Linked DNA regions of Macaca fascicularis: region 2 is linked to region 1. A link is a contact called in public Hi-C data. All regions are on one chromosome and are shown on one strand. Each heading gives the region's core, a stretch centred on a gene start, on an enhancer-like site or on the middle of the called end of the contact. The rest is flanking DNA. Distances are from core to core; before and after follow the strand shown. Region 1 holds the start of SNRNP200 (small nuclear ribonucleoprotein U5 subunit 200). Region 2 holds the start of NEURL3 (neuralized E3 ubiquitin protein ligase 3).

Evidence for each region. A called contact is a pair of places that touch in the nucleus more often than the background predicts.
Region 2: a Hi-C map of liver shows a contact between it and region 1, with 2.5 times the contacts expected there. The contact joins the promoter of NEURL3 here to the promoter of SNRNP200 in region 1. A contact is called at or near these places in 2 of 2 Hi-C or Micro-C datasets (liver and skeletal muscle).

Annotation. Positions count from the first base shown.
Region 1 is chr13:1,388,094-1,392,462 of T2T-MFA8v1.1, reverse strand. SNRNP200 (small nuclear ribonucleoprotein U5 subunit 200) reads left to right here and starts at 2,347. Exons shown (of 45, transcript XM_005574983.5): 1 at 2,347-2,500; 2 at 3,022-3,185. The coding sequence starts at 2,456.
Region 2 is chr13:1,526,993-1,531,361 of T2T-MFA8v1.1, reverse strand. NEURL3 (neuralized E3 ubiquitin protein ligase 3) reads left to right here and starts at 2,319. Exons shown (of 4, transcript XR_012421868.1): 1 at 2,319-2,619.

The DNA of each region.
Region 1 (4,369 bases), core at 1,098-3,597:
AAATCCTCAGCCACCCTTTGCATCACAGCTATAAAGCCTCACAGGCGCTCCTAAGTCAGAAGTGATTTCCCACAGTGCCCCCTTGTGGCACTGACTGCATTCTGCCTTTTCTTTTTCTTTTTCTTCTTTTTTCCTTTTTCAGAGATGCAGTTCTTGTTCTGTTGCCCAGGCTGGAGCACAGTTGCTACTCACAGGCATGATCATACCGCACTATGGTCTGGAACTCCCGGGCTCAAGCAATCCTCCTGCCTCTGCCTCACAGGTGGGTACCACCATATTTGTAGTTTTACTTCTCCTGTGAGACTTGAACTCCTCAAGGGTCTTATCTATGCCTTGTCTTTCTCTGAGTCCCTGAAAGTGCTCACAGAGCACATACAAATATTTGAGACATAATTAAATGAAGTGACAGGTCTTTAGATACAGAAATGCAGGACTGAGGCAAAAGTCTGGGTAACCTGTGCAGGCCTGGGGTTGGGGAGTAGCGAATTCAGTTCATCTTTGGAGAGAGACAGCACGTGGACTGAAACAAAGCTAAATTCCCTTGCTCTGAGCCCATCTTGGTAACTAATGTCATCCCGGGGGTCTGTACCTGCCAGGGTGCCCCCAGTCCTTTAGCTTCCTGAGGATAATCCTCTATTAAAAATTGTCTAAAAACAGACCGGGCATGGTGGCTCACACCTGTAATCCAGCACTCTGGGAGGCCGAGGTGGGAAGATTGCTTGAGGCCAGGAGTTCAAGACCAGCCTGCGCAACACAGCGAAACCCCATCTCTACCAAAAATACAAAAATTAGCTGGGTGTGGTGGTGCACACCTGTAGTCCCAGCTACTGGGAAGGCTGAGGCGGGAGGATGGTTTGAGCCCAGGAGAAGTCGAGGCTACAGTGAGCTGAAACTGTGTCACTGCATTACAGCCTGGGCAACACAGCCAGACCCTGTTTCCAAAAAAATTGTCTAAAAACAACTTTAGAGAGACAAAAACTATACACTATAAAATTCTTTATTTATTTATTTATTTTTGAGATATAATCTGGCTCTGTCGCCAGGCTGGAGTGCAATGGCACGATCTCAGCTCACTGCAACCTCTGACTCCCTGGTTCAAGTGATTCTCCTGCCTCAGCCTCCCGAGTAGCTGGGATTACAGGCCCGTGCCACCACATCCAGCTTATTTTTTTCTATTTTTAGTGGAGATGGGGTTTCACTATGTTGGCCAGGATGGTCTCGATCTCCTGACCTTGTGATCCGCCCGCCTTGGCCTCCCAAAGTGCTGGGACTAGACCCCTTCCCCCATTTTCAACAAGTTGGCCCAGGAAGTTTCCCCGAGCCCCTTCCCCAGAGTGAGGAAGCATGGCTGTCATTTTTCTTTTCTATCTTTTTAATTAAAAAATTGTTTTCATTTTGTGGGGGAAGAGTCTTGCTATGTGGGTCAGGCTGGAGTACACTGGCACAATCCTAGCTTGCTGCAGCCTTGAAGTCCTGGGCTCAAGCAATCCTCCTGCCTCAGCCTTCCAAGTTGTTGGGACTACAGGCACACACTACCAGGCCTGGCTACTTTTTTATTGTTTGAAGAAACAGGGCCTCACTATGTTACCCAAGCTGGTCTCAAACTCCCGGCCTCAAGCAATCCTCTTTCCTCAGCCTCCTAAAGTGCTGGGATTACAAGCATGAGCCACCACATCCAGCCTGTTGTTCTCTGGCCCTGCCTGCACCGGTTTCCCCGGGCGGCAGACAGGGCCCTACCATAGAATGTCACCGACAACTGGGAGCGGACGGGGGCCCCGGCCCTGTTCGTTCCGCTGGGTGAGAACGAGGGTCTTGGGGCCACCGGTTTAGCTGGGACGGGTGGGGGACAGCAGCTTTCTTTTTCAATTGTTCAACACAGAAGAGAAACCCAAAGCAAGACGCCAATCATTAAAACACGCAGACACAGACACACGCGCACGTGACCTCGCTCGCTGGGTGCTTTCGTTACCTCAAACGGAAACGGGACTTTTCAGGCCCTCTTTTCCTGCCTACCTCATGGGACTGTTGCCAAAGAGGAAGGAAGCGGAAGGAAAGGTCTTGGGACGGGACAGGGGCTAAGCGGCCGTACGTTCGTTACGATGTGAGGGGTGCCGGGGGGCTGGAGACTGAGGTCGGGGAGAGCACGGGCCCTGGGTCCTTGGGGCCTGCGGGCGGCCGGAACCAGAGTGCGCGGGTCTAGGGATTCGGGGACCCAAATGCACCAGGCCCACACATCCCACTCAGAGGGCTGCGGGAAGCCCCGCGCATACGCCAGGGACACGCCCCGCCCACACTTCCGGGGCGCGACCCGGAAGCGGAAGGGAGCCCGTTTCTTTTCCTTCCCCCAGTGCGTCTTTCCTGCGTCGTACCGGCGCGGCGGGAGCGGAGGTCCACGGCCGTTTGCAGCGTGCGGCTGGGGGGCGTGGAGGCCTGAAGTCTCCAAGCAGCCGCGGCCATGGCGGATGTAACCGCCCGTAGTCTGCAGTACGAGTACAAGGCGGTACGTTTGGGCTCGTGGGAGGATTCCAGGCTCAGGAGTCCAGTGGGGAGGGGGAGGCTGAAAAAGAGAGTTTCAGTCTGAAGGCCTCCAGGAGAGCCACGAAAACGGAGGGGAAGTGGAATCGCGGTGAAGGTGGGGGTTATTTGATGACGTGAGTAACCTACGGGGGTCTGGGGAGTGCTAAGATCTCTCTAGGAGGAGTTTCTCGAGTCCCTTCAACGCTAAGCCCGCCCCCTTCCACACTTCACTCCCAACCCACTCACCACTTTTCCCAGATGTGGGTTATGATGGGCACTGTTAGGAACAAGAATTGCTTAGCTGATTCGACAGGCCGTAAGACTTATTCAGCTCTATGCTTCTGCACAGCGTCATACCATGCAGTTCTTAAGGAAAATATCATTATTACGATTAGCGATTATAAGCAACTAGCTACTACGATTCTTCCATCAGCTGGGGTAACTGTGATAGTAGGAACTGGCCCTGCTCATGTCAAAGCTTCAATAATGTTTTGATCTTTTCAGAACTCAAATCTTGTGCTCCAAGCTGACCGCTCTCTCATTGACCGGACCCGCCGGGATGAACCCACAGGAGAGGTGCTGTCCCTTGTTGGGAAGCTGGAGGGCACACGTATGGGAGACAAGGCTCAACGGACCAAACCGCAGATGCAGGAGGAAAGAAGAGCCAAGTGAGTGCTAAGGGAATACTATTTTTTCCTTCAGATCCAAAGTCTCTTCTCTTTAACATTCGAGCAGCATTTTGGCCGGAATGCTTGGTGTAAGATCAGTGGCATTAAAACGGTTTAGTGAAGGTAAAAACAGAACAGGAGAGTTTAAAGATTTTTTTGGCCTTAAAAAGTGTACCTGAAGTGGAAAATAACTTATTGGTACCTTTTTCTTACATGTGTGTTTCTAGTCCATAGACAGATCTTACTTTTCTTCAGGGTATTTTCAAGACCCTTGCTATTCCTATGTCCCAGTAATTCTTTTTCTTTTTTTTTTTTTTTCCATTACTAACTTTCTACCCCTATTTTTTCCCTTTACTCTTGTCCACTTCTTACCTATTTTGTTGTTACAAACTAATTTAAGCATCCATGGTATGAAAGACAGTTTTTTTTCTTATTTTGCATTTTTTTTCTTTTTTTCTTTTCTTAAATATTTCTTGGGGACGCATTTCAAAACTTACCTTTACCTCACCATTATCTTTTGATCTTGAATATCTTGGTGTCTTGCTCGCTTTCCTATGATGATGTTTCCAAAATTCATGGGCTTAGTTTGATTAAAGTATGTTTGAAATGAGTTAATACATTATCTCCACTTTGTGCTATATCTTCTTTTCCAGTTTTGTTATAATTGGTTGATAGTCAACGGCAGTAGATTCTGTTAGAGCTTGTTTCTCTAGTTAGAAAAGGAAAATGCATTTGAGAGATGAAAAACTAGTCAAAATCCTATTATATAATAGTCTCATACAATGTATGAAGGGTTGTCCTTTTTTTTTTTTGAGAAGGGTTATACTTCTTTTTTTTTTTTTTGGAGATGGTGTCTCGTTCTGTCACCCAGGCTGGAGTGCAGTGGCGTGATGTCTGCTCACTGCAACCTCCACCTCCCGGGTTCCAGTGATTCTCCTGCCTCCGCCTCCTGAGTAGCTGGGATTACAGGTGCTCGCCACCGTGCCCGGCTAATTTTTGTATTTTTAGTAGAGACAGGGTTTCGCCATGTTGGCCAGGCTGGTCTTGAACTCCTGACCTCAGGTGATCCGCCCACCTCGGCCTCCCAAAGTGCTGGGATTACAGGCGTCAAGCACTGCACCTGACCAAAGGGTTGCATGTTTTTTTTTTTTTTTTTTTTTTTTTTTGAGACGGAGTCTGGCTCT
Region 2 (4,369 bases), core at 1,070-3,569, 140 kb before region 1:
TTACCTTTCAGGGCACAATTTTAATATCTCTTCTTCCACAAAACCTTCACCCATTCCCCGGACATAACAACCCCACGACAATGCTGGTCTTCCCAGCCGTCAGTTTGGCCTCTTGTAGCACTTACATAAATTCCAGGGCATGCACAAAGTGGCTGAAGGATGAGGATTGGGTTTCCTTCCATCTCTGGTTACCCAGAACTGGCACATAGCAGGCGCCAAATCAATTCCTGTTGAAAACACACGCATGCACATGCACACGCACACACACACACCACACAGGGCAGGCACCACCAGGGCAGGTACCAGGTGTCTTCCCAGGACAGACACCCTGACAATTGTGTATAGGGTGAGAGGGCACGGGGAAAAGGAAAACAAGAAACCAAAAGAAGAGAGTGTACACCTTTCCCTTGACCCTTCCCTCACGCAGGGGCATGAGCAGCCACGCCAGGCCTGGAAGCTGTGCCTCTCTCCTCCAGCTCGCCTCTCTGGCAGGCTCCCCATTCATGCCCAGTGGGCGCTCCCATGCTGGCGGGGCAGAACCAGGAGGGTGGAGAGACGTGGAGGCGCCCGGCAGAATCAGGACCCAGGAGGACTGCGACAGGGCGGAGGTGACAGTGCAGACCTGTTTATAACTCTGGGCTGGTATTGTGCTACAGGCTGGCCTCTCTCTCCTCCCTCCCACCCCCAAGGCCCCGTGGGGGCTGCAGCTATTGGCCCAGAGGGCTTGCTGGACCCCCAGAGTTGTTGGGTGCTGGTGGTGCAGGCTGGCTGGGTGGCTGAGGGCGGCGCCTAGGGCACAGGTGCAGTCCGGGCGGAGCCTTTGTGGCCCGTTCCCTCCAGGGCACTAGGCCGTGGTCAGTTCCGCTGCCGGCCACCGGGCGGCAGTGCTGGTCAAGCCCTCCAGCCTCCAGAGCCGGTCCTGTCCCAGGCAGTGGGGATGCTCCGCTAGAGTGACACTGTTAGGGCTGGAAGGGCTTAGCCAGCATAACACGAAGACGCGATCTACGTATGATTTGAGGGTCCGACTGGAAGGATTTGTTTGTGCGTCTACGCACCGGTGTGACCATGATCAAGGTGCAGGACGTTTCCAGCTCCCCACAGGCTTCCCGTGTCCCTGCCAATCACCAGCTCCCAAAGGGAGCCTTGTCCTGCTTCAAACACCAAGGATGGGTTTTGCCTGAACCTCCTATGAGTGGCAACACGCGGTGCTCTTGGGTCTTCCTTTACATCAGCCTCACGGCGGTGAGGTTTATCCACGTGGGTGCAGGCAGCAGTAATTGGTTTTCACTGGCACAGTATTCCATGGCGTGCATATGTGGCAGTTCAGGTCCTGCTGATGGGCGTGGGGAGCTGGGCCGGGAGCAGCCTCTGAGACAGAGATCAGGGACAGGGCTGCTTAGGCGGCAGACCCGGGGAAGCATAGGCCTGGACTGGGTGTGGGGGGGACACTGGCCTTGGCCTCCGGGGAAGGGGCCCTGCATTCCTGGGGATCTGAGCTGTGCAGCTGCCCCGACAGTGGACATTCGCCTGTTTCCAGGCTGGGGCTGCTGTGCAGAGCGCTGCTGTGGGCCAGCACACCGGCTTCACGGGGGTGGCATGGCTGGGCCGTGAGGCTGGCAGAGGGGTGCCTTGTGCAAAAGCCCCCGGCGCTGCCCTGTTTGGCCCCTCCGCGCCTGGCCTGCCGCCCACAGCGCGCGCGGCCCTGATGTTCTGGGGCTGGTTTCCAGGGGGGGCAGCCTCTGCCCTCTGAGATTTCGGCCCGGGGAACGGATGAGGGCTGGCAAGTGTCACAGGCAGGCGTCCCAGGGCCTTAGTGGCAGGGCCCACGAGGGACCGGGCTGCCTGACAGTGCCCCAGGTTGGGCTGGTTTCCGGTCCCGAGGGGCCGCGGGCGGGCGTGGGCGCAGGGCAGCCGCGGCGTCCTCCTGTGCCCGGCTCTTCCCGGAGCGCGGGCGGCGTCTTGAGAGATGACCTGCGGGAAGACAGGTGTAGCGATCGGGCTCTAGGCAAGCGGGACCGACTGCTGCGGAGGGGTCCCAGCGAGGCTGCCGCCCACCCCGGGAGGCGGGCGTGCGGGAGCTGCGGTGCAGTGAGCCTCGGCAGCGCGGCGGACCTGCCTCGGGGGCGCCCCTCCCGGCTTCGGGGGCTCCCGGACCCTCGGCGCCTCCTGCAGTACTGAGCGCCGCCAGCAGAGGCCGCCGCAGTCCCGGCCCGGCCGAGGCCGCCCCGCGCTCCAGGGCCAGCGCCCGCCAGTCTCGGAGCAAAGGTTTGCGGCGGGGGTGGCGGGTGCCGTCTGCAGCGGGGCAGCCTCCACGTCCCACTCAGCAGCCAGTCAGGCCTGTCCACAAAGCTCCTGCTCTGTGCCCGCGCAGTACAGTGGGGGAGACATTGCTAATTGGGGGGCGCTCCCAGAGGGGAGTCTCCGCGGCGAGTGGCGGTGGAGGGGCCCAGGCACACCGTCTCCAGCCGCGATACCTGGGCTGAACCTCAGCCTGTCACCTCATGCCTAGTAAGCTGAACCAGCTGCGTCACCGTCGTGTGCCTCAGTTTCCCCACGTGTATAATGGAAATGATGACCATCAACAGGACCTTTTCGAGGAGTTGCCATGAAGACTACCGGGTAAGTTCTGGACTTAGAACGGTAGCATTCCGGGCCAGGCGCGGTGGCTCACGCCTGTAATCCCAGCACTTTGGGAAGCCCAAGCGAGTGGATCACGAGGTCAAGAGATCGAGACCATCCTGGCCAGCATGGTGAAACCCCATCTCTACTAAAAATACAAAAATTAGCTGGGCGTAGTGGAGCGCACCATAGTCCCAGCTACTTGGGAGGCTGAGACAGCAGAATTGCTTGAACCCGGGAGGCAGAGGTTGCAGTAAGCCGAGATCGCACCACTGCACTCCAGTCTGGGCGACAGAGGGAGACTCCATCTCAAAAAAAAAAAAAAAAAAAAAAAAGAACGGTAGCATTGTGCAGGGGAGAAAAAGTAGAAAACTAGAACCTTTCCTCACCCATTGCTGGGTTCATGGCTAGGACCCCTATAACAAAAGACAGGTCAACAAGGGAAAAGCACACAAATTTAGTTCATGTAAATTTTACATGACACAGGGACCTTCAGAAATGAAGACCCAAAGAAATGGGGACATGTATTTTTATGCGTTGGTTTCGTGAAGAGTGGGCATTGTGGAGAAGTGATTGGCTAAAGGGGGAAGGGGTAATAAACTGGGGAGAGTTGGCCAGGCCTGTTCAGATTCTTCTCTCTGTCCCTGTGTCTTCAGAGGTAAGGATGGGCCTTATGGCCTCATGGTCCTACTTCAGGGGATTTGGGCGAAAGGAAGGTGAGTGAGGCCTTCCTGCTTCTGCTGTTTTCTCAAATGCCAAGGTGCCATATTTCGGGGTGGTATGTCCTGAACCCTGGCAGTGTGTTCAATAAACAAACATGGAGTGTGTGGCAGGCATGCCTGTCCCCTGGATGTGAGGCTTTACGCAGGCTTTAGCTCCTCAGAATGACCCCCTCTGCCCCCCAGATGCCTCATGGCCCAAGGTCCCTCTGATGCGACTACACCACCCCAGCCTGCTGGCTTTGGGTGGCCTGAGGGCCGTAGCTTGCCAGGTAACTTTCCAGACAGTCTGAGGTTCAGAGGTGAATTCCCTGATAAGATGCCATACATACCTCTCATGAGAGTGTGATTTATTAACAAGGTGCACGACTCCAGCCCTCTGGGGAACCACCCAAGGCAGCCCGCACTAAGGTGGAGCACGCACCGGGCGCTAGCCATCCCTTAGCCGAGCAGTCACTGACTGTGGCCTTCATCTGGGGTCTTGGGAGGGGCTTAGCCCACAGGTTGAGGGTCAGGGCACTCACAAGGCTCCAAACCCACCAGGCCCTTGCCACCTAAAGTGGGGTCCACTTGGCCAGGTGCCGTGGCTCGTGCCTGTAATCTCAGCACTTGGGGATGCTGAGATGGGAGGACTGCTTGAGGCCAGGAGTTTGAGACCAGCCTGGGCCACATAGCTAGACCTGTCTTCACAATATCAAAAATATTAGCTGGGCATGGTGGGGTGCACCTGTGGTCCCAGCTACTCAGGGTGCTGAGGTGGGAGGATCGCTTGAGCTTGGGAGTTTGAGGTTGTAGTGAGCCATGATCACACCACTACACTCTAGCCTGAATGACCGTGAGACCTCGCCTAGAAAAAAAAAAAAAAAAAAAAAAAAGTCGAGTCCACATATCTCAGTTAGGGCCCCAGGCTTTCTGAGTCAATCTGCATTTTAACAAGATCCCCAGGAGATTTGAGAGTATGTTGCAATGAGAGTGAGAAGCACTGGGTTAGAGTAAGCCACCTTCCCTCCCTCACTCTAGGTTAGAGTGAG